Linked DNA regions of Capsicum annuum: region 1 is linked to region 2. Evidence: chromatin contacts called from public Hi-C data. All regions are on one chromosome and are shown on one strand. Each heading gives the region's core, a stretch centred on a gene start, on an enhancer-like site or on the middle of the called end of the contact. The rest is flanking DNA. Distances are from core to core; before and after follow the strand shown. Region 1 overlaps LOC107858827. Region 2 holds the start of LOC107858825 (probable methyltransferase PMT9).

The links. A called contact is a pair of places that touch in the nucleus more often than the background predicts.
Region 1: a Hi-C map of leaf shows a contact between it and region 2, with 2.3 times the contacts expected there. The contact joins the enhancer-like site here to the promoter of LOC107858825 in region 2. A contact is called at or near these places in 3 of 5 Hi-C or Micro-C datasets (bud, leaf and placenta).

Annotation. Positions count from the first base shown.
Region 1 is chr2:101,585,092-101,590,347 of UCD10Xv1.1, forward strand. LOC107858827 reads right to left here. Exons shown (of 9, transcript XM_016703617.2): 7 at 2,802-2,952; 8 at 2,591-2,714; 9 at 1,592-1,958. The coding sequence ends at 2,640. Among protein-coding and RNA genes, the nearest start is that of LOC107858826, 5.4 kb to the left of the region's middle. Within about 2 kb of position 1,695, at least 4 of the 5 cell types and tissues checked have an H3K27ac peak or open chromatin away from gene starts, as enhancers often do. A contact at or near this core is called in bud and leaf, where this site is marked.
Region 2 is chr2:101,546,737-101,552,184 of UCD10Xv1.1, forward strand. It overlaps LOC107858825 (probable methyltransferase PMT9), which reads right to left and starts at 3,690. Exons shown (of 8, transcript XM_047406551.1): 1 at 2,780-3,690; 2 at 2,497-2,661; 3 at 2,058-2,240; 4 at 1,373-1,967; 5 at 901-1,013; 6 at 573-793. The coding sequence starts at 2,863.

The DNA.
Region 1 (5,256 bases), core at 445-2,944, 36 kb after region 2:
CTCTCCTATTTTTTTTTTAAAAAATTCATTGATACATATATAAATTTATTTAGTTATTCATAAATGTTTATTCTTTTAATAGTAATTCATATGAATGATAAATACGATATTATTATATGGGTATTGTGGTGATTCATACGATAGATACATTTTGTATAATTTTAACGGGTGATACATATGATATTAATGAGTGATACATATTATATTATGGTGATTCATATGGTAGATACAATTATTTATTTCAATTATTGGGTGATTCATACATATCGTATTATGGTGATTCATATGGTATTATTTATTTTAATTATTGAGTGATTCATATGATATTAATGGGTGATATATATAGTATTATGTTAATTCATAGGTAGATACAATTATTTATTTCAATTATTGACTGATTCATATGCTATTAATGAAAGGTAATGGTGTAGTCAATGTAGGAAATAAAAGTAATAATATTTTCTTAAAAAAAGACTAAAAGCAGAATTGAAACATAATTAAAATTAAATCTAAAAAAAGCAAACTAAAATTAAAGACGAAATTAAAAACGAAAAAAGGAGAAAAAAGACCAAAAAAACATATCTTTCACAATTAAAAACGAAAAAAGAGAAACATAAATTAAACATCTAAATTAAATCTAAAAAAGAGAGAAAAATTAGATATCTTTTCTTAAATAAAAAAATATAATGATAAAAAAAAATTTGTTAATTCCTTAAATGTTACTTCCTTAAATAAATATCTTATTAGTTTCAAATATATCACTTTTTTATATGTATTACCATATAATATATGTATCACTATTTTAAAAAATCGAGATAAAATGTAATTAATAAAATAGTCAAAATTTTATATAATATCACTTAAAGATCGAGGGATTTATGTAAGTTACCTTTTTCCTTTTTCTATATCCTTTGTTCCTTCTAAATTTTGAAACTAAAAACGTCTTGAAATCTTTTTAAGTTGATTTCTTAAAGTACTACATCAAAATTGCACCTAATTCGATTTGTCCCATTCGATAATTGATTTTGTATCGAATATTAACTTCAATAATAACGAAATTCTATTTTAACTTGATTCACCTTAATTGGATTTTTTAATACAATCTTAGTAGACATAAAAGTAAAACAAAAAACCATATAAATTGATTCAAAGAGAAACTACGTTTTCCATGAAATAAGATTTATATGCCATATTAGCATAGTGCTTGATAGACACACTTTTACCAAGTTAAAAGTGTCAATCTGGTCACTCACTAGGTGGCCAAAAGAAGAAAACATAATCTGTACCCCAAAAAAAAAACATTACCACACGTAATTTTACAATACTGTTACTTATACCATTGTGTAAGCATATATAAGGCAAAACCCAACGTATATTTACTAATTCCCTATACTAATAATGAAATTCAAATTTAGCGAAGAGATTCAAGGAAGTCACGGACGCTCAGTAACAATTTAGGAAGGTGATTAATAAGTAGCCTTTCAAAAAAGTAAGCCGCACGCGCCCACAACCCACGGAGATCTTTTAAAAAAATATCCGCCCCTTCCCCACCTCTCATCAACTGCATCTCTTCGACCAGACAAGCAGTAACTAATGACAAAGTTTCACCTGGTGGCTGGTGCATAACGTACCATGAGGCAATTTACAATTGTTGGTACCTGAATCATCATATTGTTGTTTGTCTACATTGCTAGAAATAACAGATAGCCAAAGGCCCAAAACTGACTGGCACCGTACACAACCATATAATATATGTTCGTGCATCTGTCGTCAAAGACGAGCAATCTGCACTCAAGGCTGAGTTCTATCTATACACTACAAGTCTACAACCAACCATTGGCCTCCAGAATATTTGAATCAGACGGCATCACCACCAGAGATTTCTTTCAACTAAAAGATTTGCACCATGTACAGTTTGGTTAAGTCTTTCTGCAGCTTGTAAGCATTAAAGGCCATACCTGATACATGATAGAAATATCAGGATCCCCATTCTCATGAAGTAGGGTGGGCAAGGCATGGTAGATACCGAATATCATCATCGAAATCAAAGTTTTTGATACCACGATTTCGGTATTATGGTATTTGGTATGATATTTGATGTGTTCTTAAAAAATTTTGTATTTGGTACGGTTTGGTATTCATAAGGATACCCATGAATACCGAAATACCAAATACCATACCAAAGTACATAGTTATATATACAATTCATATATAATAATAGCAAATATATAAAATAGTAGTACAAAACTAATAGTTTAGACATGGAACTGAATACCCATCTCGATTGAAATGCCTTTTTTATGTAATTGATTAACCACGGGAATTGCATGCTTGTACTTTCTTTAAATATTCTTACCTGTGTACGATGTTCGTATGATATAATTGAGACGGTTCTTGAAAAATCGAAGTCATAATTCTCTATTATTTCTCTATTATATGAGTATATGTAAGTCAAAGTGGAACAAACTTCGGTTACTGATTTACCATATCGCAAAATACGAAAGCCGAACTTTAAAATACTGAACCATACTGAATTAATTTGGTACAGCAATGGTAAAACCGGACTGAAATTTTCAAAATCGCACCGTACCATGCCCACCCTTATCATGAAGGGCCTCGTCAGTTGTCACTATTAAGTATTATATCCCGCGAAGCCTCTTAGCATTTTCAACTGTTTCAATGTAGAAATACAATCTCCAGAGTGTTGCTTTGTCCTACAATAACCCATTGGGAACTTAGGAAACCAGGAACAGAGAAAAATTAAACACACAATTGCAAAAAAAAATAAAAAAAATATTTACCTCGTTTTCTAAATCAACATGCACCTCACTGCAAGAATGTTTCTCTACTTCCTTACCACGGCAGAGAATCTGGACAACATGATCAAGATTCTTAGGTGGAAGGTCCTGTATCAGCTGTCGAAGATGTTTTTTTTCAGGTAAGGTCATTAACCTGCCAAAAGGCAAAGAAATTCCCCATGGCAAAATTTCAGGACAAATATGACTAGCAACAAAGCCACATGAGATATCGAGATCTCATGTACTAGACAACACCAACCAATTAACTTTGCATCAAAGCCAAATTAATTAGGATCTGTCATATGAATACTCTATAATCATTCTTCCCTATTCGAGGCCCTTATACAATAACAAGGGAGGAATTAGCCCCTGACCTGCAGGATCAAACTAAAGGCCTCCGATTTACAAGATTGATGCTCCACCACTGAACCATAGCGGCCCAAGACATCTACCAGATATTCTACTATTGTCTTCTACAGGGATTTTTGCATGAGTCAGGCTTCTAATTCTGTCATGCTTTTTCTGGACAAAAATTTAACGTGGCTTGAGCAGTGCAAGGAATTTACACCAAAGCCAACAACTAATTGGGCATAACAAACTTGGGCAACATATTCTAACAGGGCCAAACACGACAAAATCAGATACATTCGCACTCACACAGTTGTAACCTTTATACACACACTCAGCTTTCTACACGACAAGTGTATCACTCTTATTTCTTGTTCTTCGATTTCTATTATTATCTATTGTTTCGTGTAGGTTTACCAATATTATTTTGTTGTAATGTGGTTCTGCTACTATCTGTTGTTTTATTACTGTCCGTTGTTTCTTTTATTTTCGTTACTTCTTTCTCTAAACTATTTTTATCTTGAGCCAGGGGTTCATCAGAAACGGATGCTATACCTCTGAGATAGAGGTCAGGTTCACATACACTCTACCCTTCCAGAACCCACTTTGTGGAACTATATTGGGTTTGTTGTTATTGTTACTCTTCTTTCTACACTTGTCAGCTATGTTGCTCGAACTCTTCAAGAATGTCATCAAGTGCGAGTCAGATCCTTCAAAAGTAGTGCAATTTTGAAAGGTCCGATACAGGTTGGCAATATTTTTGGAGAGTTCAAGCAACTAGCTTGTCATTCATTGAGCACCAACACAACCCTTCTTCCCAAACTTTCGCTTCTTTCCTTTCGTTTTTTGATTAAGGAAAATTTCATTAAAAGGCACAAGAAGAAGCTGACAACAAAATTACAGGGAATAAAAGGAGTTGCTCGCTCTAGTTCCTTCTGATCTATATCAGAACCTTTATATAAGAGAGTATTAAAACAGGAATAGAAAGAATATCGTGGATCCTTACTACTGAATTTAGGCAAAGTATAAAATTATCATACTTTTTAATCCCCGACATTTTAGATTCTTTCTAAATCTTAAGGTTGTGTTATAGGAGTTGGATATTTTCAGAGATAATACAACCTATGAAGTATGAAATGGATAAAAACGTATTGTAGCCTTTGTTTTACACTAGCTATTAGAGATTTTTAACAGAATAAGACCATACAAAAGCTATGTGCAGAAAGACATAAATTCATGTCCCGTGATTTTCAAGTACTGTGCCTTGCATCCTCATAACTGGACAAATGGTCAACTAAGGGAAAATTCAAATTCAATTAGGTTTCCTTTTGATTAGAATCTAACTTAATACGTGAAACCAAGATTTGGTTCAAACTGTTGATACTACACAGCAATCGTTAAATTGCTAGCAGAATATGCTTCAATGGGACATTTTACAGCATCTTCAGACTGTTACATACTATATCTCCACTGTTTAATCTTTTTTTCATACTAGTCCTTTCCGGGGAAGAAGACCACTTCTCTGAACTGGCACAATCTCCAAAACATGTAATGATGCCATACATTTTACAGCATCTTCAGACTGTTACATACTAAATCTCCACTGTTTAATCTTTTTTTCATACTAGTCCTTTCCGGGGAAGAAGACCACTTCTCTGAACTGGCACAATCTACCAAAATATGTAACGATGCTATACATTTCAGAATTTGATGACATCTTTTCTTCTTAAAACAATTTGATATGACATCTTTATAATATTTACCATCTTCCAGCACTGGTTTTAACATGTTTCTATTGAAATTAAATGTAACATCACATTCAAAATTTCTCTTAAAAATTGAAAAGTCAGCAGGAATACTTAATATTTCATCAATTATTTGGACTTACATTAGGGCTGGGTAACCCCAGGTAAAGTGCAGCCCCAACAATAAACACCTCGAACTGGATAAAATCCCAACAACTCAATATGCAAGCACCCTATAGGACCATGAGAGCCACACACCAAGCCCGTTTGTTATCCCCGTTCGTTATGGTTTTGCTAAAACGAACTGCCAAAATTATATTAGTAACATTTAATTCCAATTAATACGTCAGGCGTTCCCATGGTAA
Region 2 (5,448 bases), core at 2,440-4,939:
ACTTTCCCAGAGCCATTTCATCAAGTCAAAATGCAAAAGATGAGGAAGAAGTTGAATTCTTTTTCATTTCCGTTTCCATCTGTTACAGAACTCCTATCTGTACAACTATACAAGTCTACCTATTATTTTACTGTTTCATACTAGAATTTTTAGAGTCATTAACACATACACTGAGAAGTGCATGTGATTAAGTTGCACTCTTAACAAGCTATTGGGATAAACTTGAAAGGAGCAAAGCAGGATCAGCATATATCGTTCAATACTAATTCAACATTATTTATTTCTATTTTCTTTCATCCTCAACTTGGTAATATTATAAAGATCAAGCTCCTCTTCTGTAAGCTTATTAAGAAAAGAAGAGCCACACAAATCATTGGTAATCTGCCAATTACTAACAACTAGATATGAAATACTAAATAAGAATATATTTTGGATTTCTAAGATTGGGAAGTAAGCAGTTAGCAGTAGGGTGACCATATGCCACAAAAACAGAGCAGCTATTCTGGTTATTTATGGGAACAGGGAACAGGATGCAAAGAAAACAAAATCTGAAAGAGTGGAAAGTAGCGCACCAGTCATGAACTGTTCCAATTAAGCCTCGATCGTAAATTATTTTTAATCTTGATGACATATTAACAGGAGCAACATTCATCACCCAAATGTCCTTATCCTTTAGCGCAGCTGCAAACCCACCAAGGTTTGAGTTCATGTCCATCACATTCCTGACTGAGTTCTTTAGGATAACAGACTTCATCTGCTTCCAGTAGTCAACCACTCTGTCATGCCATACATTCTGGAAAATCACATAAATATAGTTAAAAGACAATTTGAACAACAAACATAAACCCCATTAAATAAAATCCAACAGAAATACTGCCTTCACTGATTTGAGAAACTTACAGTGTCTTTATGGAATTCATCCAAAGGGACACCAATTTCCTCCAAGCGAGGAGGCGGAGCCATAAGCCTCCGTGGCCAACGTTCTAGCCCGGTCCCTTTTTCCTTATGCACCTCTTCAATAACAAATAACAGAAAACTTAACAGATTAAAAAAGAATATTAAAGTATTTGTGATCTCCTAGCTAGAAGTAGTTGAAATAGAATGAAATAGTCATTGAGAATGACAATTCTATGTGAGCTGCCATTTCTTCCATTTTTTAATAATGAAGTGTCAGCTGCAACTTCTAAAACAATCACATATTATGCACAGCCAAAAGCAGCTATTAGCGCCACAGAATACGCAGAAAAGTTTTGTTTCTTTTTTTTGTAAAGCAGAATAAACAGAAAAGTTTTATCATTTATCATCAGGATACACATGATCAACCATTCAAGACATGGATTCAAGAATATGAACATAGCAATTGCATACTTACTCGGTGAGTAAGGAGTGATGCAAGCTTTCATTGGTACATTCCAAGATTCATCGGGCTCGTCACCAGACATGCACAATGGAGGTTGGGTCCCCCGACTTCTCTTCATATAACAGCTGTTACTCAGAGGTTTAGCCCATATCACAGTTTGGTCTCTCCTTGAAACAACTCTCCAACACATTCTTCTCAAGAGATCATACATAGCATTCCAAATTCTTCGATTCTCAGCATCATGCGCATAAGCTTCAGGTGAAGAGTACACAAAATAACCACCTGGTCTGAGCAATCTGTCAAGTTCCAAAAGAAGAATTCCATCTCTTTGGAGCCAATCAATTCTACACCGTGAACAATGTGCCAACTCAAATGACCTGCTAGGATAAGGTAGTCTTTTGGTGCCCAAGACTCCTAGTGTAGATGGGATTCCCCTTTCCAATGCAAACTGTATTTGATTCTCATGCACATCATTAGGAGCAAGCGACATAGCTATAATATCATGGGAAAGAAGATATGCCCCAAAGCTCGCAACACCACAGCCAACATCAAGAACATTTCTTATGTTTCCACCATTGCTGAGTTTTTCACCAGGCAACTTGAGCATCTACACAAGCACATAACAAACCATCGAATTGTAATGCAACTACTATAAATAAATCAACCTGTAACTTAAAGTATAATTACACTTAATTACCCCGGCAATTGCTGCAATGTATATGTCAGCTCCGTAATGGAAATGTGTTCCTCCACCAGGGAATTTTATTTTGTCTCCATCCACAACCATCCAGTTTTGGTCCGACTTTTCCTGTGCAAGATGTGTATGAGGTATGTTTGCTTTCCACACTTGGTCTCTACTAGCTGGCCATCTAATTGGGATCTGGAAATCTAACAAGGACCTCGTTGGCATCAAAACTAGACAGAAACAATAACAATAGCAATATCAAAAAGTAACTTCAGTAATGCACAAAAGGACAAGTAGTGAACAAATTCAATGAAGGTAATCAATTCAAGCTCATCAATAACCAAGACAAGTAGCGAACAAATTGAATAAAGATAATCAATTAAAGATCATCAATAACCGGACTCCTTCATCGTTTTGCACGTTAAGCAGAAAAAAGCAATCAATTGCTGACCTTGTAACCAGCTGGAGGAGGGATAAGACAGTTGTAACGACGTTGAGGAGGAGGACAATGCCTCTCATAATGCTCCATAACAGTCAAATTGAGCTTCAATCTCAATTGATATATCAAATTTCTGTCAAGACAAGGTATCAACTCCGAATACCTCGTATCACAAACCTAAAATAACAGTTTAAATCAAATCAAAATCTTAGCAAAACAACTATCAAAATGCAAACTTCACAAACACCAGTTAGCCAAAAAATAATAATAAAGAATTACATGCATACAGGAATACTTTTAGGAACTTCAAGTTCTTGATCTTCCATATCCATATCCAAACGACCATGATAAGAAACCCCATTAGCTGGATCAGAACCATCGTCAAGAACCAAATGGTCACGTGCTATAGGAAGACCAGGAGCAATAAACGAACAGTTATATAGACAAACCAAACCCAAGAACACAATCATCCCAAATAGAACATATTTCAGCAACTTGGGTCTATGAGGTAGCTCTTTTTTCTGCTTCATTTTTAACAAAAAAACAAAGAACACCCACTTCAAAATTTCTGCTTTACTCCACTGGGGTTCTTGAAAAAACACTCAAAACCCAAGTAGCTCCTTTTTTTGCTTCATTTTTAACAAAACACAAAAAGAACACACTTCAAGATTTTTGCTAATAGTCAACTGGGGTTCTTGAAAACACTCAAAAAAAATCCCAAGTAGCTCCTTTTTTTTTTTTTGCTTTATTTTTAACAAAAAACTAGAAATACCCACTTCAAGATTTCTGCTCTACTCAACTGGGATTCCTGAAAAACACTCAAAAAAATCCCAAGTACCTTTTTTTTTTGTTGGCTTTATTTTTAACAAAAAACAAGAAATACCCACTTCAAGATTTCTGATATACTGAACTGGGGTTCTTGAAAGACAATCAAATAGTAAGTAACAGATGCAGATCCATTTCTGGCAGGCTAAGCAAAGAAGTAAGACTGTTCAGTGGCCAAAAAAAGAGTTAACAAGATTCACTTTTTCAATTTGAGGGAGTCAGTAGGAACATGTGGAAAGTGAAGGGTATTTTTAGCTCATCACACTGTGGGGATTGGTTAGCACTGTTTGGTGCCGCTTTTTGGGAAAAAGTGGATACAGAAAGTAGCGGTGTAGATCAAAAATACAATGAGCTTGATGAGTCGTTTGGTTCCTATTGGCTATTTGGACATTAATAAGTTATTTATATAAGTAATCACATTACTTAAAAGAATTAAATACAAGAAACTTTTTTGTAATAAATATGACTTATATTATTAGTTTAAAAAAAAATTATACTATATTAATAAATAAAATGAGGTTAAAAATAAGCTTCAACTTTTTATTAATTAAAAATATTTTAAGAAAAAACAAACAAGAAAGATCTTCTTTAGAAAAAAACATTTTCTTAGGAGAAAATGTGTTTAAAAGAAATTATTACATTTATTAGGAAAATGACACTTATAAGGACACTTTTGCGTCAATTTATTAAAAACAAAGGTATTTTTAAACCAAACTTTGAACGGATGATATTTTTTTGTACAATTTACATATTCTAAAAATATGTGGTATTGGGTGGGCGTTCAGTATTCGATTCGATATTTTTAAAATTTTATTTTGGTAATTCGGTAATAGTATTTGAACATAGATACCACATACCATACTTATAAATATCGGTTCGGCAGTTCGATAATCAGTAAATTAAACTTCGATTCGGTACGATATTTGGTAGTACCATATTAAAGTTGGAGATGTGCAAATGTACGCTTAAACTTCAAAGAGTATATTTAATAGAACCCTATTTAGTATTCTTTTTGTTTCTATCTACGAATATATTACCAAGATCCAAAGAAATTCTTTGGAATGACTAGTACTATTGTCTATTAGGTTGGGTTAGACATATATATATATATATATATTCGGTATATACCGAATACCAAACGATATTAAGATCTTGTACAAAATTCAATTCCGAATATTGAAATATTAAAATTTTACTCTCAAATACCATATCAAATACCGAATTACTGAATACCAATTACCAATTTTTTTGGTTCGATTCGATAATTTGGTTTTGGGTATTTTATGCCCAGCCCTAGTACTGATTGACGAGACTCGGAAAGGAGTTAATGGTAAATTGGAGATTTGAAGACAAACCCTTGAGTCTGGAGGATTTCGGTTAAGCAGGACCAAGACGGAGTACTTGGAGTGTAAGTTTAACGATATATCACAGGAGGCTAACGGGGTTGTGAAGCTAGACTCTCAGGCCATCCAGAAGAGGGAGAGTTTCAAGTATTTGGGTCTATGATTCAGGGTAATGGTGAGATTGACAAGGAGTCACGCATCGTATTGGGGTAGGGTGGTTGAAATTGAGGCTCGCTTCGGGAGTTTTATATGATAAGAAGGTGCCCCGAAGCTTAAAAGTTCTACATAGTAGTGGTTCAGCCGGCTATATTGTATGGAGAGGAGTGTTGGCCAGTTAAGAACTCTTACATCCAAAAGTTGAAGGTGGCGGAGATGAAAATGTTGCGATAGATGTGTGGTCATACCAGAAAAGATAGGGTAAGGAATGAGATTATTTAGGAGAAGGTGCGAGATGAGATTATTTGGGAGAAGGTGCGAGTAGCCTCGGTGGAGGACAATATGCATGAAGTAAGGTTACGTTAGTTCGGGCATGTAATGAGGAGGGGCTCTAATGCTCCAGTGCGAAGGTGTGAGACACTAGCTATGGATGATTTTAGGCGGGGTAGAGGTAGGCCGAAGAAATATTGGAGAGAGATGATTAGGCATGATATGGAGCAATTACAGCTTACTGGAGATATGACCCATGATAGGAAGGTATGGAGGACGCGGATTAGGGTAGAGGGGTTAGGGACGAGAGTGTGTCAGAAACAATAGGGGAGCGTTTTTTATTTATGTCTGAATTTTCTTGTTCGTGGTG